Regions from separate parts of the Ovis aries genome. Here region 1 is linked to region 2. Evidence: chromatin contacts called from public Hi-C data. All regions are on one chromosome and are shown on one strand. Each heading gives the region's core, a stretch centred on a gene start, on an enhancer-like site or on the middle of the called end of the contact. The rest is flanking DNA. Distances are from core to core; before and after follow the strand shown. Region 1 has its middle 41 kb from the start of CGNL1. Region 2 has its middle 9.8 kb from the start of MYZAP.

Region 1 (7,269 bases), core at 2,167-4,666, 230 kb before region 2:
GGCCCTCCTGGCATCAGACTGGAGGGAGAACAGGCCCAGCAAATGGCGCGGCTGTCCCTGTCCTCCCCACCCTGCAGTCTGTGGGGTGGGCGTGGGGTTTGGGAGGCACCCAGGGGAGGCCTGCCAGGTCCACGCCTTCCTTGTGGTGCTCAGCCCCCACAGGGCCTGTAGGACCCTGTGGGACTGATGCCTGTGGATCTCCAGGGCCAGGCCTGGAGCAAGGAGAGAGGCCATGTCTGGTCCTGCAAGTTCAGCAGCCCCGGGAAGGGCTGGCCTGGCCACGGGGGTTCACAGACAAGAACCCAGCCTCCCGAGATAAGTGGGGAGAGGGGGGATCCTCTCCTAACATGATTCTCACAACTATCATTTGTTCTCAGTTCCTGGGGGTAAAAAATGTGTTGCAGAAGAAAGAGAGCTGTGCTTGTTCACCAAGTTACAAAGGTGAGTTCACACTCTTGAGTGCTTTTCCGTGTTTCTGAGATAGAGTTCACTTTTCTTCTGGGACACTTTGGGGTACACTGGGACCTTAGTGGGGAACATTAGGGGCTGGGGAGCTGGCGGAGAACGTTGCCCCTACCCCCACCACAGCACACTTCCTACTAGAGTGGAGGGGCTCAGAGAGCTCTGGGCTAGGATGCGGGTGTGTGGCTGAGGCTCAGGGAGTAAAAGGGCAGGAGGGCTGGCCCAAGCCCCAGGAGCTGCCTCAAGCCCCTCTCCCGCGAGGAGAGAAGCCCCGCCAGCCAGGGCCCATCTCCACGGTTCCCTTGAGTCCTGGAGGGGCGGGTAGCGCTGACCCTTCTGACTGACGTCAGGGGGAGGCGGCTTCCCCATGGAGTGACAGACACCCCTGTTGTGAGCTGAGCCCCCAAACATGGCTCCAGCTCCTTTCCCTGACTCGGAGGACATTTTTCTCCTTGGTAGGAGAAAATCCTGATTCAGAGCGGTCCAGAGGATGCGTGTTGACTGGCCACATTCTCACCAAAAATGTGGGCCCTGGGGCCAGAATTTCTTGATTCTGAAAAAGTGGCTTCTGCTGGCAGTGCCTCCGTAAGTGGATTGTAAAAATTCTTCTCTGAGTGCGCATCTTCTTGTGTGTGGGGCCTCCATGTTCAGAGTCTGTAAAGCAAACCCGTCATGGCCAGGAGAGGAGCTGCGGTCACCGAGCTGTGTTGCGGGGCACCGGGCCCTCCTGGTGGCAGGGGCTGTGGATCCGCTCTGTGACCTTCAGCTGCGAAAGTGAGCAGTTTCCTTTCGTTTTCTAGCCCCCGGGCTTGAAAGGAAACCCCTTCTGTTGTGTGTGGGGAGCTTTTATGCTCCTCGGGTCCAAGAAAGTGGAGCCCTGGGACTCTGGTCGCCATGCACGGCTGAGAGTCTGGCTCTTTAGACATTTTCGTCCCTGGCTCAGCCCCGGGGTCCTCAGGCCCCGTCCCCGTGAACAACCACGGCCACCTCGCCCCCACCGGACTCCTCCCCGTTTGCTGAGACCACTACCTCTGTTCCCCCCTCATCCTGGCACGCTCGACGCCCCTCTTCAACTCGAGTCCAATCTCATCCCTCCTCCCTCTGGGACCACACAGATTCCTCTCTCTCCCTTCTCCCTGTGGACCTAAAATACAACAGTTCTTAGCTTGCGGAGCTGGGGTGAGTAGATGAGAGAGCCCAGCCTTTCGTAAACACAAAAATGACCTCTTCTTCCCAGAATGGAGACAGGGCAGGGAAAGAAGACACTTTACTCTTCCTTTGAGAATTCAGAACAAAAGCTTTAGCAAATGATACTCCCATCCTCTGCCCACATCCCTGAAACAAAACGAAATCCCAAAGACCAATTTGTTTTGTTTTACTAAATAGCTCACCTTGTTACAGTAACCTCATTTTACAGATGAGGAGACCAAGGCTTAGACGGATTAGTTACTCCAGCTGCCATTTGGCCTCACATCAGAGTTTGCAGAGATACCGGCCCCACCATTTACTACTCAGTGGGACCAGTGTCAGCTGGCGGGCACTGCTCTGACCTGTGGCCACAGAGCCCCAAGCAGTTACCCACCTGCTGAGACACGTTTTGTCACAACCTTAGCCAGTCAGTGAGCAGGTAGGACCTGACCAAGAGACGATTACATTCCAGCCACTGAAGACAGAGGCTAAGCGATCTTGAGGAACGCATCACCGCTGAGGACTCTAGAGCTTAGGAGTGCTTGATTCTGATCACCTCTCCTGGGCCACACACCATGCTCACAGTGGTATGTGCACTGTCTCACACCATCCCCCACAAGAATCCAACTATTACTTTCCTGCTCCAGATGAGAAAAAGTTTGCTAAGAGGGCTAAGCAACTTTCCCAAGTCCTGTAGTTAAAAAGAAGGTTGACAGAGTAGAATATGAGAGTGAATCTCCTAACTTGAAAAAAAAAACCCAACTATTTAATATATAATTCATTTATTTATGGCTGCTGGGACTGCATCGCTGTGTGGGGCTTTCTCCAGTCGTGGTGAGCAGGGGCCACTCTCTAGCGGCAGCGCGTGGGTTTCTCATTGCGGAGGCTTCTCTTGTTGCGGAGCAAGGGCTCTGGGTGCGCGGGCCTCAGTAGCCGCCCCACTCGGGTTCAGGAGTTGTGGCGCATGGGCTTAGTTGTCCCGAGGGATGTGAGATCTTCCTGAATCAGGGATTGAACCCGTGTCCACTGCATTGGCAGGCCGATTCTTAACCCCTAGACCACTAGGGAAGTCCGTGAATTTCCTAATTTTAGTCCCATGTTCTTCCCATAATGTATTGGTCAAGATAACTGGGCGATTTCATTTTTCAGAGAGACAAAAGCAAAGAGAGCAATGCCAGTGTCTGCTCCTTTAATTTGTGGGGATAGACCAGCCAACAGTAGACCACAGGGAAAAAAGCAATCAGACATTTCCATCTGTCGGGAACTCCACGATGGGAAAGCAGCCACTACAGCGGTTATTCCACAAAGGACCACCTGGTGGCACCATTGTACAACAACTGTATACCCAACTGCTCGGCACACCAAAACCGGAAGATGCCGCCCAGGGTAGTGGCCTGCTTTTCACTGAAAGTCCCTGGAATGACCTGGAAGTCTAATAAGGCCGTGTCCATGGCCCGTCATAGCTCATGCTCCCCTGATGTCCAGAGCTGCTCTGCGAATAAGGAACTCAGTCAGCTCCTGTCCCTTTACTAACCCATCTATTTAGCAATCATGTGCTTTGTACCTTGAAGCTATTTAAAATATCTTGACTATGTTAGATCTTTAATATAACCTGATCTGTTTCTGAAAAGGTTATGCTTCTTTGTCTGGAGGTCCAGAGAGCAACTTTAGTGAAGTTCCCCTTTAGCCTGAGAAGATGGTAGGGAGAAGTATTGGATCTGGATTGGAGGTGAAGGGGTCAGAGGTCATGCAAGGGCAGAGGCAGGGTTTGACCAGATTGAGGGCCAGGCAGGCAGCTTTGCACAGCCTACCCATGGCCTCTGTAAAGGGTCAGGGACTTGGAAAGCTTTGGCACTGGAGAGAGAGGAGTGGGGTGAAGTGGGTGATAAACAACTTCTCACACTGTTGATGGACAGTGTCATCTCTATTGCTAAGCTGGTTCTTGGATTTTGGACATTCCTAGAGAGAGTGTGGTGGGCAGCAGCCCAGGGAAGTCTCCAGGTTGCCTCCACCCTGGCTTCAAGAGTGTCTGTCACACACGCTGCAAATACAGGCCGTGTCAGGACCTTGACACTTGGGAGAAACAGGAAGTCAAACCAAGGCTCCAGGCATTTTTTAAAAATTATTTATTCATCTATCTTTAGCTGCACTGCATCTTCGTTGCTGTGCATGGGCTTTCTCTAGTTGTGGCAAGCAGGGGCTCCCCTCTAGTTGCGGTGCACGGGCTTCTCATCGTAGCGGTTTCTCTGGTTGTGGAGCACAGGCTGTAGGGCACACGAGCGTCAGTAGCTGTGATACACGGGCTTAGCTGCTTTGAGCCACGGGGATCTTCTGGATCAGGGATCAAACCTGTGTCCCCTGCACTGTCAGGCAAACTCTTAGCCACGTGATCCCCAGGGAAGCCCAGCTCCAGGCACTAAATGTGAAGAGATGAGTCTTTCCTGATGGAGAGAAATAATGGGTCAATCAGACCCCTTAGTGGTGATGTGCACATAGGAACACAGAATCCCAGGGTTACCTTCAAAGAGCAGGTGAAAAAGGAGATTCTACTTCAGTTCAATTCAGTTCAGTCGCTCAGTTGTGTCCAATTCTTTACGACCCCATGAATCGCAGCATGCCAGGCCTCCCTGTCCATCACCAACTCCCGGAGTTCACTCAGACTCACATCCATCAAGTCAGTGATGCCATCCAGCCATCCCATCCTCTGTTTTCCCCCTGCCCCCATCCCTCCCAGCATCAGCGTCTTTTCCAATGAGTCAACTCTTCCCATGAGGTGGCCAAAGTACTGGAGTTTCAGCTTTAGCATCATTCCTTCCAAAGAATACCCAGGACTGATCTCCTTTAGAATGGACTGCTTGGATTTCCTTGCAGTCCAAGAGACTCTCAAGAGTCTTCTGCAATACCACAATTCAAAAGCATCAATTCTTCAGCACTCAGCTTTCTTCACAATCCAACTCTCACATCCACACATGACCACTGGAAAACCATAGCCTTGAGTAGACGGACCTTTGTTGGCAAAGTAATATCTCTGCTTTTGAATATACTATCTAGGTTGGTCATAACTTTCCTTCCAAGGAGTAAGCGTCTTTTAATTTCATGGCTGCAGTCACTATCTGCAGTGATTTTGGAGCCCCCCAAAATAAAGTCTGACACTGTTTCCACTGTTTCCCCATCTATTTCCCATGAAGTGATGGGACCAGATGCCATGATCTTCGTTTTCTGAATGTTGAGCTTTAAGTCAACTATTTCACTCTCCTCTTTCACTTTCATCAAGAGGCTCTTTAGTTCCTCTTCACTTTCTGCCATAAGGGTGGTGTCATCTGCATATCTGAGGTTATTGATATTTCTCCAAGCAATCTTGATTCCAGCTTGTGTTTCTTCCAGTCCAGCATTTCTCATGATGTACTCTGCATATAAGTGAAATAGCAGAGTAATGATATACAGCCTTGATGTACTCCTTTTCCTATTTGGAACCAGTCTGTTGGTCCATGTCCAGTTCTAACTGTTGCTTCCTGACCTGCATACAGGTTTCTCAAGAGGCAGGTCAGGTGGTCTGATATTCCCATCTCTCTCAGAATTTTCCACAGTTGATTGTGATCCACACAGTCAAAGGCTTTGGTATAGTCAATAAAGCAGAAATAGATGTTTTTCTGGAACTCTCTTGCTTTTTCCATGATCCAGCAGATGTTGGCAATTTGATCTCTGGTTCCTCTGCCTTTTCTAAAACCAGCTTGAAAAAAATAAATAAATAAAAAATAAATAAAACCAGCTTGAACATCTGGAAGTTCACAGTTCACATATTGTTGAAGCCTGGCTTGGAGAATTTTAAGCATTACTTTACTAGCATGTGAGATGAGTGCAATTGTGTGGTAGTTTGAGCATTCTTTGGCATTGCCTTTCTTTGGAATTGGAATGAAAACTGACTTTTTCCAGTCCTGTGGCCACTGCTGAGTTTTCCAAATTTGCTGGCAAATTGAGTGCAGCACTTTCACAGCATCATCTTTGAGGATTTGAAATAGCTCAACTGGAATTCCATCACCTCCTCTAGCTTTGTTTGTAGTGATGCTTTCTAAGGGCCATTTGACTTCACATTCCAGGATGTCTGGCTCTGGATGAGTGATTGCACCATCGTGATCATCTTGGTCGTGAAGATCTTTTTTGTACAGTTCTTCTGTGTATTCTTGCCACCTCTTCTTAATATCTTATGCTTCTGTTAGGTCCATACCATTTCTGTCCTTTATCAAGCCCATCTTTGCATGAAATGTTCCCTTGGTATCTCTAATTTTCTTGAAGAGATCTCTAGTCTTTCCCATTCTGTTGTTTTCCTCTATTTCTTTGCATTGATCGCTGAGGAAGGCTTTCTTATCTCTTGCTATTCTTTGGAACTCTGCATTCAGATGCTTATATCTTTCCTTTTCTCCCATGGGACTTCTCTTCTTTTCACAGCTATTTGTAAGGCCTCCCCAGACAGCCATTTTGCTTTTTTGCCTTTCTTTTCCATGGGGATGGTCTTGATCCCTGTCTCCTCTATGGTGTCACGAACCTCAGTCTATAGTTCATCAGGCACTCTGTCTATCAGATCTAAGCCTTTAAATCTGTTTCTCACTTACACAGTGTAATCATAAAGGGTTTGATTTAGGTCATATCTGAATGGTCTAGTGGTTTTCCCTACTTTCTTCAATTTAAGTATGAATTTGTCAATAAGGAGCTCATGATCTGAGCCACAGTCAGCTCCTGGTCTTGTTTTTGCTGACTGTATAGGGCGTCTCCATCTTTGGCTGCAACGAATATAATCCATCTGATTTTGGTGTTGACCATCTGGTGATGTCCATGTGTAGAGTCTTCTCTCGTGTTGTTGGAAGAGGGTGTTTGCTATGACCAGTGCATTATCTTGGCAAAACTCTATTAGCCTTTGCCCTGCTTCATTCCGTACTCCAAGGCCAAATTTGCCTGTTACTCCAGGTGTTTCTTGACTTCCTACTTTTGCATTCCAGTCCCCTATAATGAAAAGGACATCTTTTTTGGGTGTTAGTTCTAGAAGGTCTTGGGGGTCTTCATAGAACTGTTCAACTTCAGTTGCTTCAGCATTACTAGTCGGGGCATAGACTTGGATTACTGTGATAATGAATGGTTTGCCTTGGACATGAACAGAGATCATTCTGTCGTTTTTGAGATTGCATCTAAGTACTGCATTTCAGACTCTTTTGTTGACCATGATGGCTACTCCATTTCTTCTGAGGGATTCCTGCCCGCAGTAGTAGATATAATGGTCATCTGAGTTAAATTCACCCATTCCAGTCCATTTTAGTTCGCTGATTCCTAGAATGTCAATGTTCACTCTTGCCATCTCCTGTTTGACCACTTCCAATTTGCCTTGATTCATGGACCTAACATTCCAGGTTCCTATGCAATATTGCTCTTTACAGTATCGGACCTTGCTTCTATCACCAGTCACGTCCACAACTGGGTATGTTTTTGCTTTGGCTCCATCCCAACCTCCAAAAAGTCAGAACTAGGGTAAGGGGTCAGGAGAGGAGTCAGAGGGGCACCAAGTGTAGGGCAGTGCAGGCGCCTGTAGCCCAAGGAGCAGAGCCAGAGGCAGGATGGAGACCAGCTTCC
Region 2 (7,851 bases), core at 3,726-6,225:
ACCTCCCTTCCCTCCTTGGTGTCCATACGTTCGTTCTGTGCATCTTGAGTCTCTATTTCTGCTTTGCAAGTAAGTTCACCTGTACCATTTTCCTAGATTCGACGTATATGCGTTAATACAGTGGTCCCCAACCTGTTTGGCGCCAGGGACTGGTTTGGCAGAAGGCTGTTTCCCCGGGGATGGGGAGGATGCTGTTCAGGGATGATTCTCACAAGGAGGGTGCTTCCTAGATCCCTCGGATGTACAGTTTACAGTAGGGTTCCCGCTCCTGTGAGAATCTAATGCTGCCGCTGATCTGATAGGAGGCGGAGCTCAGGTGATAATGCAAGCAATGGGGAGTGGCTGTAAATACAGACGAAGCTTCACTTGCTCACCCACCACCACCTCCTGCTGAGTGGCCCAGTTCCTAACAGGCCACAGACCAACCTATGGCCTGGGGTTGGGGACCCCTGTGTTAATACACGATATTTGTTCTTCCCTTTCTGACTTACTTCAGTCTTAGGACAGTCTCTAGGTCCTTCCACATCTCTGCAAATGGCAGTTTTATGTCTTTTTGTGGCTGAATAATATTCCATTGTACATCATAAGCATTTTCCCATACTTCTGACCAATCTTTTTTTCCCATGTGTTTTTAAAATTTTATTTATTTTTAATTGAAGGAGAATTTCTTTACTGAATTTTTTTTTCCTGTTAAACTGCAACATGAATCAGCCATAGGTATACAGATGTCCTATGCAGCTTTTAAAGCATAGCTATACCCACAGTGTTGATGTGTATTTATATCCGCTTTGCTATCACTTAACATTAGAATAAGCATATTTTCTGATAGTAGATAATGTTTATCACTTTGGAAAATGCTGAACAGCAGGCATTGCATGAATCCCATCACTTACTTACCATCCCTATATTATCAGATGTCTAAGATTCTAAATTTTGCCTTCCTACAGTGAGTATTTTATATGTCTTTTTTTCCATACTAAAATTATTTGCTTTGGTTCAGTTCAGTTCAATCTCTCAGTCATGTTTGACTTTTTGTGATCCCATGAACCGCAGCACACCAGGCCTCCCTGTCCATCACCAATTCCTGGAGTCCACCCAAACCCATGTCCATTGAGTTGGTGATGCCATCCAACCATCTTATCGTTTGTCGTCCCTTTCTCCTCCTGCCCTCAATCTTTCCGAGTGTCAGGGTCTTTTCAAATGAGTCAGCTCTTCACATCAGGTGGCCAAATATTGGAGTTTCAGCTTCAACATCAGTCCTTTCAATGAACACCCAGGACTGATCTTTAGGATGGACTGGTTGGATCTCCTTGCATTCCAAGGGACTCTCAAGAGTCTTCTCCAACACCACAGTTCAAAAGCATCAATTCTTCGGCACTCAGCCTCCTTTATAGTCCAACTCACATCCATACATGACCACTGGAAAAACCATAGCCTTGACTAGACGGACCTTTGTTGACAAAGTAATGTCTCAGCTTTTTAATTTGCTTTGGTTAGATAACCAGAAATGGAATTACTGAGATAGCAAGTGAAAAAGAGATCTTAATGTCAGGCTCCTCTGTCTATGGAATTTTCCAGGGAAGCATACTGGAGTGGGTTGCCATTTCCTACTCCAGGAGATCTTCCCTACCCAGGGTTTGAACACATATTTCCTGCATTGGCAGGGAGATTCTTTACCACTCTGCCACCTGGGTAGCCCATTATGTCTCTATGAAAGTGCTGGTCACTCAGTCATGTCCGACTCTTTGTGACCCCACAGACTGTAGCCCGCTGGGCTCCTCTGTCCATGGAATTCTCTATGCAAGAATACCTTAGTGGGTTGCCATTCCCTTCTCCATAACTCAGGGATAGAACTCAGGTCTCCTGCATTACAGGCAGATTCTTTGCATCTGAGCTACCAGGGAATCCTTGTGTCTCTATAAATGTTGCCAAATTGCTCTTCAGAAGGGTTTACTAATTTGTATAGATACCAGCAATATACAGATGTGACCATTTGTATACAGATGTAACCCTTTGTCCCCCACCCCTTGGCTAATTAATCTCTCTTCCTGGGTAGTAGAATAATCTCTTTCATCAGGTTAATCTCATTCTGTATTTTTAAAATAAGTTTATAAGATATGCTTCTGTCACTTGTCTATTCTTATCCTTTTAATTGTTACCTCTTAAGGCTAGTGTGGGCTTTCCAGGTGGTGCTAGTGATAAAGAACCCACCTGCCAATGCAGGAGGCATAAGAGATATGAGTTCAGTCCCTGGATCAGAAAGATCCCCTAGAGGAGGGCAGGGCAGCCCACTCTAGCATACTTGCCTGGAGAATCCCCATGGGCAGGGGAGCCTGGCAGACTACAAGTCCATGGGATTGCAAAGAGTCGGACATGACTGAAGTGACTGAGCTTGCACCCCAGGCTAGTGCAGTTTTTAAGTGGCAGAGGATAAAAATGAAATTGGTATAATAGATTGAAACAGTGAAAATTAAGTCCTCCATCCTTAACACCAATCTCTCTTCTCTCTCCCCAGAGACAACCACTCTTCCTAATTTATTTCTTCCAAGCCACCTTCTCAGTGTTTAATCCAGGCCCCAGAATTTATGTGTGTCCCACTGGACACATTCACAGAAAAGGAGAGCACCTCGAAAGGATTTATGAAGAGAGTGGAGGCCCTGGGAACACCCGTCCCCCAGGCTGACTCCTCCCCCACCTTCCCTATGTGAAAGAGACTTTCCTCTGGACTGCTCCCCGAAAGGGTTACATTCGGGATGTGGGACTCATGGGTCAGTGAAGTGATCCTGAAGGAAGGTTGTCCACAAGGTTGGGGCTTTTTTTCAGTGTCTATAGCATCAAATATGTGAGGGAGCTTCAACATAAGAGGCTGGGTCTGTCTGAAAAGGTCCAGGCCTTCCTAAGGGAGCCGGCACCTGAATTCCTGTGCCTGGATGCAACCAGCTCTTTATACACTCAAGCCCCAGGCAGCGACTGTGTCAGTCCCAGACTGCTGCACGGACCATCCTTTCCCATTTGCCCACCCTGGCCTCACTGTCTCTTGTTCTCTATTCTGGGGATCATTTTCTGCTTCTCACCCACTGTGCCCTGAGGATCCTTGATTCCTTATTCTCTGACCACCTTGTGTCTCTCAGGGCCTCTTTCAAGGGCACTTTTCCCCAGCTCCAGTGTCAGGCCTGATGGTATCTCACATGGTCAAAACTATAAGTGTAGGGACATTTACTGGGGGAGGGCAGAGAGGATAGGGGCCACTGGGGCAAGTTGCCTGAGAGGAGAGAGATTACAGGATCGACCCCGTCTTCCTGAGACGGCAACAAGAGATTTGGGTGAAAGGCCCAGGGTCTGCTGGAGGCAGCATTCCCAGCCAGGTGTCAGCGGTGGCTGCAGCGGTGGAGTTCTCCCACGGCTCCGGGATTCTCAGCTGGGCTCCTTAAGGGGCTGAGGCTGATGGGATGGAAGGCTTTACGGGGCTACCTGCAGTAAGCCCCAGCGTGACCACTGTGGTGGCCAGCAGGGGGCATTGGTGGCTACTTCTGGCTCTGAGGTGGTAGATTAGTGGGTGCTGGGTGTCTAGGGCCCCACCTACCAGTGGCAGAGTCCCAAAGAGGACTTTGGACAACAAGGTTTATCTTCCCAGCTTGGCCCAGGCCATCTGGGGCTCCTCAGTTACCTTTATGTTGCACTGTTGCATCATACTGATTTTAATTCCAACATTTGTTGTGAGCTGCTTTTTTGTGAGAGACCAAAGTTATTTAGTTGCACCTTTCAAAGAGTATTTACTGTACACCTACTGTGCATTGGCCAATGCTGAGATAAGTAGGGCTCAGTCCCTGGACTTGAATAATGCCTACTAAGAACTAAACAGCAGGGGGAGGGTCTAAAGCACTGAAAAAGACGTACAGATGAAGTGTGATAGAGTTTCATGATGGGAAAGATCCTTATTGACCGGGGTAATTAGGAAAAGCTTCATGGAGGAAATGGCAAATGAGAGAGCCTTAAAATGAGTGCAGATTTTGGGAGTTTTTATTATAAAATTTTAATCTTACAGATGGATGTGTCTTTGACTGGCGGAAAGAACAGAGTGAACTCATGGATACAGGAGAGATTCTTAGAATCATCCGGTTCATTAGAGTCTAGGATAAATGAAGCGGAGGAGTGATTGGAGGTGAGGCTGGAAAAGAAATTTGGGACCATATTTTTGGAAAACTCTGAGAGGCACTCCCAGAAATAGGAAAGCAGTGGATGTTTTTAAGGAGGAGATTCTGGATATAATGCAGAGGAGTTGGGTTTTATGCCTCATTATTCTTTCTGAGAGGGAGATGAATAACTTATTTTAAAGTGGCTAGTGAGCTTCAGTTCTTATAAAAGGTATGATGCTTGATCATAAAAATGGAGAATTAGCTACTCTCAACTAGAAAGTCTCTGATTATCCGTTTCATGCATCTCAGAATGCAAATCACTTAGTCTAAATCAGTGCTTCTCAAACCTGAGTGTGCATCAGAATCAGCTAGGGGGGCTTGTTAAAATAGAGACTGCGCCCTTTATTCCGAGAATTTCTGGGACCGCCAAGAATTTACGGCTGCCGCTGCTGGTCCGGGTACCACACTGAGAACCTCTGGATAAACTTCTTACCCGACCTTTCTCAGTAGATCCACTGGGTGGCAGCAGAGAGCGCCACAGCACACTGGCCCAAGCTGGAGTCCTCAGGCAGGGGCTGCGTGGGACTGCTTCTGTGAGAGGTGAATGCAAGGCTTAGCTACTGAACAGCCACACAAAACAGCCGTGACATGCAGCTCTCCAACATGAAGGACACCTTAGAGAGGGGAATGCTTGGTGACTTGGATCTCACTCCTTCTCCAGGGTTTCCCTACCCGAAACACTCTGCCGATCCTCAGAACTCTTCTCAAGTAGTCCCTCCCTGAGCAGAATATATGTGATGATGTTCAAGGTCACTTCCATAAAGTTTCTGTCTGAGGATAAGGTGAACTGGAGCTTGGAAAGGGAACTGTGGGGTCCAGAATGGATAGATTAGACTGTGGCCACAGGCTCCCCTGATGTCCTCAAATCAGGGGGCTCGCTGCCCACTGTGTCAGCAGAGAGCGCTCCACCCAAGGAGTGCTGGAGGTAGCCAGGTGCCATCCTACCACGCCCTCCAGATGTCTAATGAACCTAGAACCTTGCTAGGTTACTCTGTGAATCACTGAGAAAGAATCCACCCTGTTCTGGTCAAAGGTGGCAAGTGGAGTGAACTGTAATCAACAAAAGACAGGAAGTCAGACGCGCCTTCTGTAATGGCTCTTTATTTTCTCTGTTAATATTTTTCTCTAGTTCTTTGTAGTCTAGTTTTCTTACAGCATTTATTTTCTTCTGTTATATGTTTGAGATCACATACCAGCTATTTTTATCCTAGTCAATTTACTTAGTATCAATAACATTCTATAATATCTTAAAGCATTATTCTAGTATTTTTAAACATTTTTGAACATCTAATGTTTTGAAGATCATAAATTTTTAAAATCACTATTTTTCTATCATGTATAGAAAATATACTTAATTCTTATAGACATTATTTTCTTTGGTATTTAGCATCATTTTCTTGAAGTAATATCCTAAAATAGGAGTTATTGTGTGTGAAAAATACCATTTTTCTATTCAAGTGGAATTTTAATTAACTTTTTAATTTATGCAAATAATTTATGCTATTTATTTACAAATACAGATAGGTAAATGGTAATATAAATATGAAGGAGCAGGAGGAAGAGGAGACGGGAAGTCACCCTTGGTTTCATTGTCTACAAATAGTTTTTTTTGTATATTTGTCTAGGCTTTTTCTCTATGCATGTTTGTTTTATAAGGTTTGGAATCATACTTCTTATATTGTCACATAACCTGCTTTTCCAATTATCACAAATTTTTCCCTGTATAGAAATGTCTTTCCTGAATACAGTTTTAATGGCTACATAGTATTCCATGGAGTCATAATAGCAGTTACCATTTATTTTGTACTCACCGTATGCCAGGAAGTTACATACCTAAGCTTGTTTGAATTCTCACACTATGAGACAGGTGTAATGACGCACTCCATTTTAGCAAAAAGAAAGATTCAGGCATAGTGAGGTCAGATATCTTGTCTAATTATAGAGATCTCACATGTGTGTACAAATCAGTAGTCTGCTGTAGGACAGTTAAGTCACGTCATTCTGGTTGCTGTCATAGGTGATGTTGCTATTAATTCATTAAACAAACAGTCACTGAGTTCCCATCTGTGCTGGGTGTTTTGCTAGAAGCTGTGTCCACAGGGGTAAAATGTCAGCAGAAGGTAGGATTGGAGGGGAAGAGCTGAATGGCTCTTGTCATCGGGCTGGGTTTTCTCCCTCCTGTTTGTTCACGAGCTGAGGGGAGCTCAGCTCTGTGACAGCAGCCTCTGGCTGGGTATAGTTCTGTCTCTTCCATCAGTGCCAGCGTTTCCTGGTTTCTCTTCCTGCTCAGCTGCCGGGGTGGGGCCTTATGGAGTTGGCTGCCTTCCTTCCTGAACAGCCAACCAAAGCCAAGGCGGGTAGCCCGGGGGCTGGTCCCATGCCTCTGATTCTGTTGTTCCTTCTATGCAGTACGTTCAGTGATCAGGAAAATGCCTGGACATATTCCTTGTCAGCTACTAAAGAGGAATGGCCTGTCTGCTTCAGTTTGGAAAAGCCTCCCATGGAGGCTGCAACACCCTCCTAGATCCCCACCATTTCTTGCACACTGTTTGCTGATACACATATGGTGTCTTGGGAGGGAGGCTAAGACCTTTCTAATTTTATACTTTCATTACCCCTAAAAGAAACCCTATATCTTATAGTTACTCCTCCTATCTCCCTCCTTCCTGGCCATGGCAATCACTAATGAGCTTTCTGTCTCTATGGATTTGCCATTTTGGGACATTTTATATAATTCAAAGCATAGAGTACGTAGTCTTTTGTGTCTGACTTCAGTTTAACAGGATGTAGTCAAGGTTTGTCCATGTTGTAGCATGTATCAGTACTTCATTTTTTTCCTTATGGATGATACTCTTCCATTGTGTGAATATACCACATTTCGTTTGTATACTCATCAGTTCATGGGGCATTTGAGCGGTCTCTGTTTGGCTATGATGAATAATGCTGCTATGGCCATTGTGTTTGAACATATGTTTTCAATTCTCTTGGGTGGAATTCTTTCTAGGAGTGGAATTCCTGGGTCATAAGTTATCTCTGTGTTTACCTTTTTGAGGAACTGCCCAGCTGTTGGCCCAAGTGGCTACATCATCTACAATCACACCAGGCTTGGTCCTCCAAGCATCGTGCAAGTATCATGCATTTTTCATTGCAGTTACCATGACAATCTCTAAAATCCAGGCAAGTCACAAGGCAACTGGCCCCGTGGCTCCCCAGCTCACAATTCCACATGCAGAAAACGCTCAGCTCGACTGTGACCCTCTTATCTTTCTGCAGGACAGATTGACAGGTGTACCAGGTCCGAGTCTCATGGTTGCATATGTTCTTTAGACAATTGTCCCTGGTGACTGATAGTTTCCCTCTCAGTACCTGACTTTGATTGGCATTGGTGACCTTTGAGGCCAGTGACTTCAGCGCAGAGGCTCTGTCACACTTTAACCTAGAATTCCTTTGCTTTGGACCAATAATAACACTTTCGTCATACAGTTCTTTGTAGTTGACAAAGTACTGGCTACTTTCCCTTGTTTTAGGGCCTTGTGCTCTGCTTTCAAAGGTGTTGGCCTTATTTAAAGCACAGAAGTCCGTCTGGGGTGTGTTAATGGCCAGTAAGATGTTGACCTTTCATCAGGACTCACCAACTCCTCCTAATTTTCTAGTA

What was found. Hi-C and Micro-C count contacts between places; a contact is called where the count stands out from the background.
Region 1: a contact with region 2 is called in a Hi-C map of tail adipose tissue, with 5 times the contacts expected there. The contact joins two enhancer-like sites. A contact is called at or near these places in 5 of 16 Hi-C or Micro-C datasets (liver, mixed tissues, muscle and 1 more).

The regions. Positions count from the first base shown.
Region 1 is chr7:51,089,713-51,096,981 of ARS-UI_Ramb_v3.0, reverse strand. No RefSeq gene overlaps it. Among named protein-coding and RNA genes, the nearest start is that of CGNL1, 41 kb to the right of the region's middle. Within about 2 kb of position 3,416, at least 4 of the 54 cell types and tissues checked have an H3K27ac peak or open chromatin away from gene starts, as enhancers often do.
Region 2 is chr7:50,861,570-50,869,420 of ARS-UI_Ramb_v3.0, reverse strand. No RefSeq gene overlaps it. Among named protein-coding and RNA genes, the nearest start is that of MYZAP, 9.8 kb to the right of the region's middle. Within about 2 kb of position 4,975, at least 9 of the 54 cell types and tissues checked have an H3K27ac peak or open chromatin away from gene starts, as enhancers often do.